Linked DNA regions of Mus musculus: all the other regions are linked to region 1. Evidence: chromatin contacts called from public promoter capture Hi-C data. All regions are on one chromosome and are shown on one strand. The core of a region is the stretch at or near the end of the contact, and the rest is flanking DNA. Distances in the headings are between cores, read along the strand shown.

Region 1 (2,700 bases), core at 72-2,571:
TCAATCTTGAAATCACCTATTAAAATCCTATTAAGAATTCAGGAGTCTATGACAATAAAAGATTGGTACTCAGTTAATACCACAGTTCAAACTCTCCTAATCATCATTCTCTTTTAGTTCTGTAAAACAAGATTATCATAATTTCAGCACAGTGATCTGAATGGACTTAATTCATCGATTTGATAACGGTTAAGCTCTAGTTCATTCTATTTAAGAACTGAACCAAGGTTAGCTCCCTCTCAGGATTTTTTGTTGTTGCTGTTAGCATCCCTTTTCTGAGACTTGATAAACACTTGCTATCCAGTTACACCACGCTGATTACTTTCATTTAAAAATTGAGGTCCCCTGTCCTGTGTATGTTTCCACTTGATAACTAGGTCGTGAAAAGAAAAAAAATCTCACGTTTTGGTATAATTTCTCAGTAAAGCCCCCTTACACCCACAGTCTCTCTTCTTATCTTTCCCAAAAGTGTAGGGTGGACTTATTGTCATTTTTATCTTAAAGATGTTGAGAGTCAAGGAAAAGCTAATAGCAATTATCTAGTCAGGTAGCCATTTCGTCACGTCTCTGCTTCCTCCTCACAGCCTTCCTAGGCAGCTATCACAAGCCCCCTTGGAAGCTCACTGTCCTGTTTCCCATCTGAAGCAGAGGCAACGCTGAACCCAGAGGACTTCCCAGACAGCATCTTCTTAGGCTGCTCAATACTTTACAGGACCCCACCAGGGATCCCCCCTCCCCCCAAGGCTGGCAAGAACGTGGAGGGGCCCTGACGAAGCCCTAGTTAGGAAGTGACAGTTTTCCTCCCTCTCCAGTTCAATTCTCACATCGATGAACCAACCTTCTTTCGCTACCAAAATTCAAGGCCCCCTGAAAGGCCTTGGGCATCCGCTGTGTGATGAGGGCGAACCTGACATGTTTACGCTCAAGGACTCCAGGTGGACCAACAACAACAACAAAAACCCCACACAAATTAGCAAGGCCTCGCCTCACCCTATCACTCGGTGACACAGGCTCGCAGAGCGCCCTGGGGAGAGCGACTGACAGAGGCCCTGCCCGTCACTCCCTTAGGGCAGCAGCTAAAGGTTGAAGCCCCTGGGCGAAGGAGAGGGAGACACCGGCGAGCATGCCGCCCTCCTCAGGGGAGAAGTTCTAAACCCCCATAACCGTTAGTTCCCTCGAGCCCGGAGAGTGGCCGAAGACTCGGGCGAGGCCGGAGGCGCGCGCCTCGCCGGGGCAGCGCCCCCTCGCCTGCTCTGATTGGGTGGCCGGGGCGGAGGGGGCGGGGAGACCCTCCGGATGAGGCGCGCGCGCAGGCTGGCCGGGGGCTGCTGGGAGGGCTGCGCGCGCCGAGCGACCGGTGGGCGCGGGAGGTGGGGGGGCGGAGGGCCGGGGGCGCGAGTGCGCGTGCGCGTCGGAACCCGAGGCGCGGGAGGAGGCGGGAGCTCCGGAGGCTGCGGAGGGGGCGGGTCGCGTCAGGCGCCACGTCCGCAGCCAGAAGCCGCCGCTGCCGCCGCCGCCGCCTCGCACCGACCTCGCACCGAGAGTCTTCCGACTTCTGAGCCGGAGAAGAGCATCTAGGTCGCGTAAGCCACTCCCGGGCCGCATCAGGGCCTCTGCTGCCCCGGCCGCTTCTGCTGTTCTCCGTGCCACCGCTCCCTCCGCCCGGCCGCAGCTCCCGGCCTCGACCCCGCGGTGAGTGAGTGTGTCCCATGGCTGGGGCGGGGGCGGGAGGGTGTCGTCGGCCTGAGTGGCCGCACTCCGGGCCCTTTCCCGTTAGCCTCATCTGCACCTCACCTGCACGACCCCGGGGCCTGGCCGCTCCAGCCTGGCCCTTTGCGGGGGGACACTGAACGGGAGGGGGATGGGCGGGAGTCGTTGGGGGGCGTACGGAGGTATGGGGTTACCCCAGTGGGTCCACGAGTTTGTGGACGCGGTGTCTGCAGTTGAAGGGAGTCGCTCTGGAAGCCTGGGTCTGACCTCTTGCCTTGAGTGTCAGGCTGGTGCGGAGGAGGAGATGGGGCATCCGAGGAGGAGCCCAGCTTCCTTGCCCCACTTAACTTCTGACCTGTTGATAAACGGTCCCGGTGGGTTCAAGTACACAGGGCTTGGCTCCAAGCGGAGATTCCCGCTGCTCTTCCTAAATCGGGAACTCCACTCCCACGCCTGTTCTAAGCCCGCAGGTGTGGGAATGAAGAGGGGCGCTGGCAGTGTCAAGGAGTGACTGGGGAGCAGGGGGGAAGGAGTCCTGGAGCAGCCGCCAGTGCAGTCACTGCCGACCCCAAGCTCAATCCAAAACCGAGCCTGCCATGCACAAGCAGCATCTAGTCTAGCCCCGGAGCTGCCACTCGGGATCAAGTTGGATCGTCTCTCTTAAGCCCGTCTTATATTGGAATTCCGCAGGAACTAGGGTGTGCTGGATGGACAACGAAGGGGCGGAGGAAGGAGGTGTCCAAGCCAGCACCAGCCTCTAGGGTCATTTTCTGCCTCTCCTGCCACGTCACTGCTCTGCTCAGGGGAAAAAAAAAAAGACTTGCTTGTGCCTAAAGGTGGATCAATGAGGGGGAGCTAGGGCTGCTGGGAAGAGTTAGAAACACCTAGACTAGGAAGCGAAATCTTACTTGATTGTGTCTTTTGTATCTTGTGAACGCTACTAATCCAAAAGGAAACATTGTGGGTATTTGTATCTGCTATTGGTTAGTG
Region 2 (2,700 bases), core at 155-2,654, 2.3 Mb before region 1:
TGTTTGAACACTCAAACACTGAAGGTTGGGTATGTGTATGCATCTTGCTTAGAGTGGGAACCGGGGGAGAGCCTTACCAACCCAAATAGTTGCTAAGTATATACTTAGACTTAATCCATTAAGAATATCTCTCTTCATATGGAAAGCATTTTCTTCAGGGCAGGTTATAATCTGTGTAATAGCTCAAGGGAATGCATACATCTGCTTGGTGTTTGAAGAAATGCAAATCTGTATCCAAGAAAAGCAGATTCCCTTCCTCCAACCTCCTTTCTTTGGCATCGACAACCACAGCTTTGCATCGATAGAATCCTTAAATTAAGCTACAAAGAGCAGTGCAGAGGAGGAATCATTTGCCTTTAAAGGAATTCTGGTTAAACTCTCAGTATCTCATCCATAAAGCTCCTATTTATTAATGCCACTACTACTGACCAGTTGAGCCATCACTTTCTGTTACCGATTAGTTTCCTTACTGAGAGCTGAAGCCACTCGGGTGATTTGTGGCACCATCTACAAAAACTAGGGTCTGTGAAGATTAGCGGGATGCCATTTTTTTTAAAGGTCGTCTGCTACCTAACCTTGTCTACATCAAACAGCCCTCTTCTAGACTTTAGGCATGAAAGGATCTGCGGGTGCTCCGTAAATTCTTTGTTCTCGCAGACCCTCCCGCCCCCCCAGCACGGGTGACTGAAACCTCCGTGCAACCTCCAAGGCTCCCTTCCCACCTTCGGGGCAAGTCCGGGGCGAGCCAGGCGCCAGATGGCTGCATGCTGTAGGCGCGGAGCGGGCCGGGGGCCCGCCAGGCCGCTCGTTCCTCGCAGGGACCCGCCGCCTCGGCTCGCAGGTGCCCGGGCGGCCCCGCGGAGCGCATCCCCCCGCCGCCCGTGCCCAACGCCCGCCGCCGGCGGGATGCGGGAGACAAAGCGGCCGCTCCGGGGCGCAGCGTTCCCCGCCCGCCGGCTCCCCGGACAAAATGGAGCCGGCCCGGGGCTGCCGCCGCGAGAGCCCCGCAGCCGCCCGGCCCAGCCCGACCGCGGCTCGCGGCCCCGCGCACAAAGCGCCCGCCGCCCCGCGCCCGGCCCGGCCCGGCCCGGCCCGAAGCACAGCGGCCTCGCCCGGAGGCCCGGCCCGCCCGAAGACTGCGGACTGCGAGTGCCCCCGACCGCCGCGGCGTTGGCGGCGGGGACGGCGCCGGGAGGAGACGGACATTTCATTCGAGCTAAAGTGGAGTCGGTTTAGGAGCGATCATTGGCCGAAGCGAGACACAAACCTCCAATGCAGCCCTGGTTGGCTCCCGTCTCCAATCGGCTGTTTGGTTGGACAGAAAATGGCTGCGAAGGAACCAGTCCCAGCGCGGAGCTCCACTTCCAGGACTCGGCCTCCCCTCCCTCCGCCGCGGGCCGCTTCCCTCTACGTGACACCCTCCCTCCGCGACGCCCGCGCCCGAGGCCACGCCCCGGTCCGCCCCCGGCCCCGCCCCGGAGCCTCTGAGCAAGGCGCGCGGTCCGTAAAAGCGCGCGGGCGGGCTCTGGATGTTCGCTCTTCAGGGCGTCCGAGAGGCCGGCGTTCTCATCCAGAGCTCCACGCGGAAAGGCTTGCTCTGGCTTCTTTCTCCTTCCAGCTCCTCCTTCCCCACTAACCAGCGTCTCGCCCGCCTGAGTTCAGCCCCGGAGGGGATCTACACCTGAGCTACTTTCCAGAATGCTTTAGGCACCTAATGTTTTCTAGGTATCCCTCCAAGCCACCTCAGGCACACAGCGTTCCCTCTCAAGTCACAGTGAACAAAGATGTTAGTTTTTCATTTTAGCACACCATCCCCTTCCTCCAAGTTTAACAGGTAGGCTGTCCCAGCCGACTTCCACCCTGTACCCTGGTGCTGTGTTCTGGTGTTAGGTCTGCCCTACCAAGTTGGCTTACTACCTAAAGTGCTCATTTCCCAACCAGATAACACTGGGCTGCAAAAACTCATGGCCTCTGTGCATTTAAGGCCTTCCCTGTCGGCCTCACTGAAATCTGGATCAAATGTCCCTTGGCTACCATTCTCCCTTGTGGTGGTGATCCAAAATGTCCTGCATGGCCAGCCACTGCAAAGTACTGCAGGATACCTGCACCCAGATAGATGGAAAATTATTGTCCTAGGACTTAACAAGGATAAGTAAGCAAGACTGAAAGTTCTAGGTCAGCCAGAGATACATTAAGACCCTGTCTTTAGAAATAATAGTATGGCTGGGTCAGGCAGGTGCACGCCTTTAATTCCAAGACAAGGGAGGCAAATCTCAAGGCCAGCCTGGTCTACAGAGTGAGTTCCAGTACACCAAGGCTACACAGAGAAACCCTGTCTGAAGAAACAGAAACTGTAGTAGTAATAATTATAGAAGGCCCTGGTGTTGTGGCTTATGCCTTTTAAACCCATGACTGGGGAGACACAAACAGGAAGATTGGAAATTCCAGACCATCTTGGGCTCCCTAGTGTGTGTGTTCACGTCCAGCCTGGGCTACATAATCGGACTGTATCTCAAAAAAAGAAAAAAAGGTGTTTGGGTGTATATTCCATATAAGTATGTGCATAAAGTATACAGAAAGATTGAAATATGTTATTTATTGATATCCCGCTGTGTCTAGAATAAATAAATATTTCTCAGGTAAATAAGGAAGCAAGAACAAATGAGTCTTTCTCGGTTATTTCAAGAGGAGTTAGGAGCA
Region 3 (2,700 bases), core at 70-2,569, 2.5 Mb before region 1:
GTACTCACATAAATAAATAAATAAATAAATAAATCTAAAAAAAAAAAACAAACAAACTCTTAGAACCTCCGAAAGTCAAGTATGGTGATACATGCCCTGTAATCCCAGTCAGTATGCAAGAGAGTGAACAGGAGACTTGCCTCAGGTTGAGGCCAGCCTGGACTACAGCTGCAAAGCTCTAAGCCAAGTCAGGGGTACACAGTTTTGTAATTATCTCAAAAACCAAAAGAACCTCCGAGAAATCGAGGTGAGATTGCTGTCTAAGGTTCTAAAGCAGAGATGCATCTAGCATCTAGGCGAGTGTTTGTCCATCTCCAACGTAGACAACTGTTTATGGAAATCTTTGTAATCTACCAAGAGCTTCCCCTTACAGATTAGTAAACTGAGGCCCAAACATTGGTGGCTTCCAATCTTAGGTTTTCCAGTTCCAATCAGCCCTACTCCTCATCACAGGAATTGACAAGAAAGACAATTGAAAAGAAAGAATGTTGTTTTGTGTAAGGCACAATATTTATTTATCATTATTATAATTATCATTTTAGTTTTTCACGACGGAGTTTCTCTGTGTAGTATTGCCTGTCCTGAAACTCGCTCTATAAACCAGGCCAGCCTCGAACTTAGTTCTGCCTGCCACTGTCTATGCAAATGCTGGGTCGCCCAGCCAAGACACATAGTTGCGGGGGAGGGGGTGGTTGTTTTCATTTTAATTTAATTAACTTTACGTCCCGTTCACAGCCCCACCCCCACCCAGTCCCACGCTTACAAATCCTGCCCCCTTCTCTTCTCAGAGAAGAGGAAGCCCCACTTGGGTAAGACTCTGGTACATCTAATCTCAGCAAGTGTAGGCACATCCTTTCCCACTGAGGAAACACGCAGTCCTCTTCCCCCAGTCCGCGCTGGGTCCACTGGCAAGGAACAGAGACCTAGACAGCCCCTGTTCCACTTGTAGGGGACTCACACGGACACCAAGCTTCACATTTGCTACAAACGTGTAGAGGGGTCTAGGTCCAGCTCCTGAAAGCTCCCTGGTTGGTAGCTCAGGCTCTGTGAGCCCCAAGTCAGGTAGCTTTTAATCCGCACAAAATTTGAGGTGAAAAGACATGAATTTGCCACCACGCATAATACATCCTAAAGGCCATCACCCTTAACCCACACCTTCAAGGAAACTTAGAGCCCACAAAAGCTGACGTCAGCCGGGCGCTCCCCATCCTCGCCGAGATCCACGTTTCCCGAAAGGCTAAGCGGCGGTCGGGGCGCCCCGAAAAGGACACGCCATTGGCCTGGCCAGCATCACGTGATGGCGAGGCCGCCGGCCTCCTCGGAGGGGGACGGAAGTGCGCTGGGGACTCGCCGCGGTGATGTAGCAGCGTGGGAGGGGCCGAGGCCAGCGCCGTCCATCCACCGGCCGCCCCGATCCTGTGGTGAGTCCGCGCGCTGAGCGGCAGAGCGGGCGCCCGTGGGCTCGGCAGGAGTGGCCGTACCCTCGGCGGCGCCGCCATGGACGCAGAGGCCGCGCGCAGGTAACGCGGGCGCTCGCGGCTGGGGTCGGTCAGGGCCGCGGCCCGCACAAAGGCCGGCTTGCGCGTGCGCAGTGGGGACCTCCCCGCTCCCCACACGTCCCCCCCCCCTCCCAGGTCCGCGCACGTCCTCTGCCTCCCGTACCCGCGAGCTTTAAAAGGTGGTGTGTGCCCGGCCGCAGCCTCCGCCCGCGCGGTTCTTCACCCTCCGTCACCGTGGACTGTAAAGGCGAAGCGGGTACCCTGTGGCCGCGGTTGCTGCGGGGTCCTTCTCATCCTCGCGGGATAGATACTATTGCTGTGGAGTGTGTATAACACGCTAAGAAGTCAATCTGTAGATGTCTTTCATTCTGGGATGGTCTTTAAAATTGTCCCTTAGTGGTAATGGGGATGTCAGGGCGGGCCTGACAAAGTATAGGTTTGGGGATTTAGACTCTTCGCAGAAAGCTAAGAAAAACAAAATGGCAAGGTCTTCGCAGGTAAAAGGAATGGAGATTTAGGTATTAGCCCTGCCTGGCGAAGAATTAGCTTGCCTCTAAGTGGCAAATGGACATTGAACTTAGGCAAGAGATTCTGTCTTCAGCCCGCCTTCCCACTCGACGGCTGTATTATGGTACATCTTTGAGCAGATTGACGGGGGCTGATGGCAGTCCATGGGAGTTGAAATGAAAGTCTGGTTTACCACTCAAAGATCCAAGGGACACTGCAGAAGGGCCTCTACTCACAGGACAGGTAGACCTATCTTAAAGCCTTTACCAACTACAGGGTGCCAGGGACCTGCTGGTGAAAGTGGGAAATATGCCGGCCCAACTTTCAGAGGGGTTTGTAGAACTGATAGGTTGAACTGGAGTCTACATAAATACATGCTGAATGGATGCAATAGTGAATCATTAACAAAAAGAGGCACAATATTACATGTGTGTGTACGTGTGTGTGGTCTGTCTCTCTCTCTCTCTAACCCAAGACTAAATAGTGTGTGTGTGTAAGACCTTGATGTCATACTACTGAAATGATTTAAAAATGAACCCAGATTTTTATTATTATTTGGGAGTGTGTGGTTGGGGATTGAGCCCAGAGCCTCCAGTGTGCTAAGCAAGCTTACCACTGAGTCATGTCCCTCAGCCATCTTCTTACTCGTTATTTTGAAAGGTCTTGCTGTGTTGCCTTGGCTACCCTTGGCTTC

The links. Promoter capture Hi-C pulls out the DNA fragments that hold promoters and counts their contacts. Capture Hi-C pulls out chosen DNA fragments and counts their contacts.
Region 2: a contact with region 1 is called in a promoter capture Hi-C map of adipose tissue, with 4 times the contacts expected there. The contact joins the promoter of Nfyb here to the promoter of Tmem263 in region 1. A contact is called at or near these places in 4 of 39 promoter capture datasets (3T3-L1-derived adipocytes, hippocampal neurons, liver and 1 more) and 1 of 9 other capture datasets (adipose tissue).
Region 3: a promoter capture Hi-C map of pre-B cells shows a contact between it and region 1, with 6 times the contacts expected there. The contact joins the promoter of Tdg here to the promoter of Tmem263 in region 1. A contact is called at or near these places in 3 of 39 promoter capture datasets (the C10 cell line, cranial neural crest and pre-B cells), 1 of 484 Hi-C or Micro-C datasets (muscle stem cells) and 1 of 9 other capture datasets (adipose tissue).

What each region holds. Positions count from the first base shown.
Region 1 is chr10:85,101,306-85,104,005 of GRCm38.p6, forward strand. Tmem263 (transmembrane protein 263) reads left to right here and starts at 1,322. Exons shown (of 3, transcript NM_001013028.2): 1 at 1,322-1,692. Fhl4 (four and a half LIM domains 4) reads right to left here and starts at 1,190. Exons shown (of 2, transcript NM_010214.4): 1 at 991-1,190.
Region 2 is chr10:82,762,737-82,765,436 of GRCm38.p6, forward strand. It overlaps Nfyb (nuclear transcription factor-Y beta), which reads right to left and starts at 1,405. Exons shown (of 8, transcript NM_010914.2): 1 at 1,268-1,405. It also overlaps a transcript of Hcfc2 not described here.
Region 3 is chr10:82,628,519-82,631,218 of GRCm38.p6, forward strand. It overlaps Tdg (thymine DNA glycosylase), which reads left to right and starts at 1,320. Exons shown (of 10, transcript NM_172552.4): 1 at 1,320-1,520. The coding sequence starts at 1,498.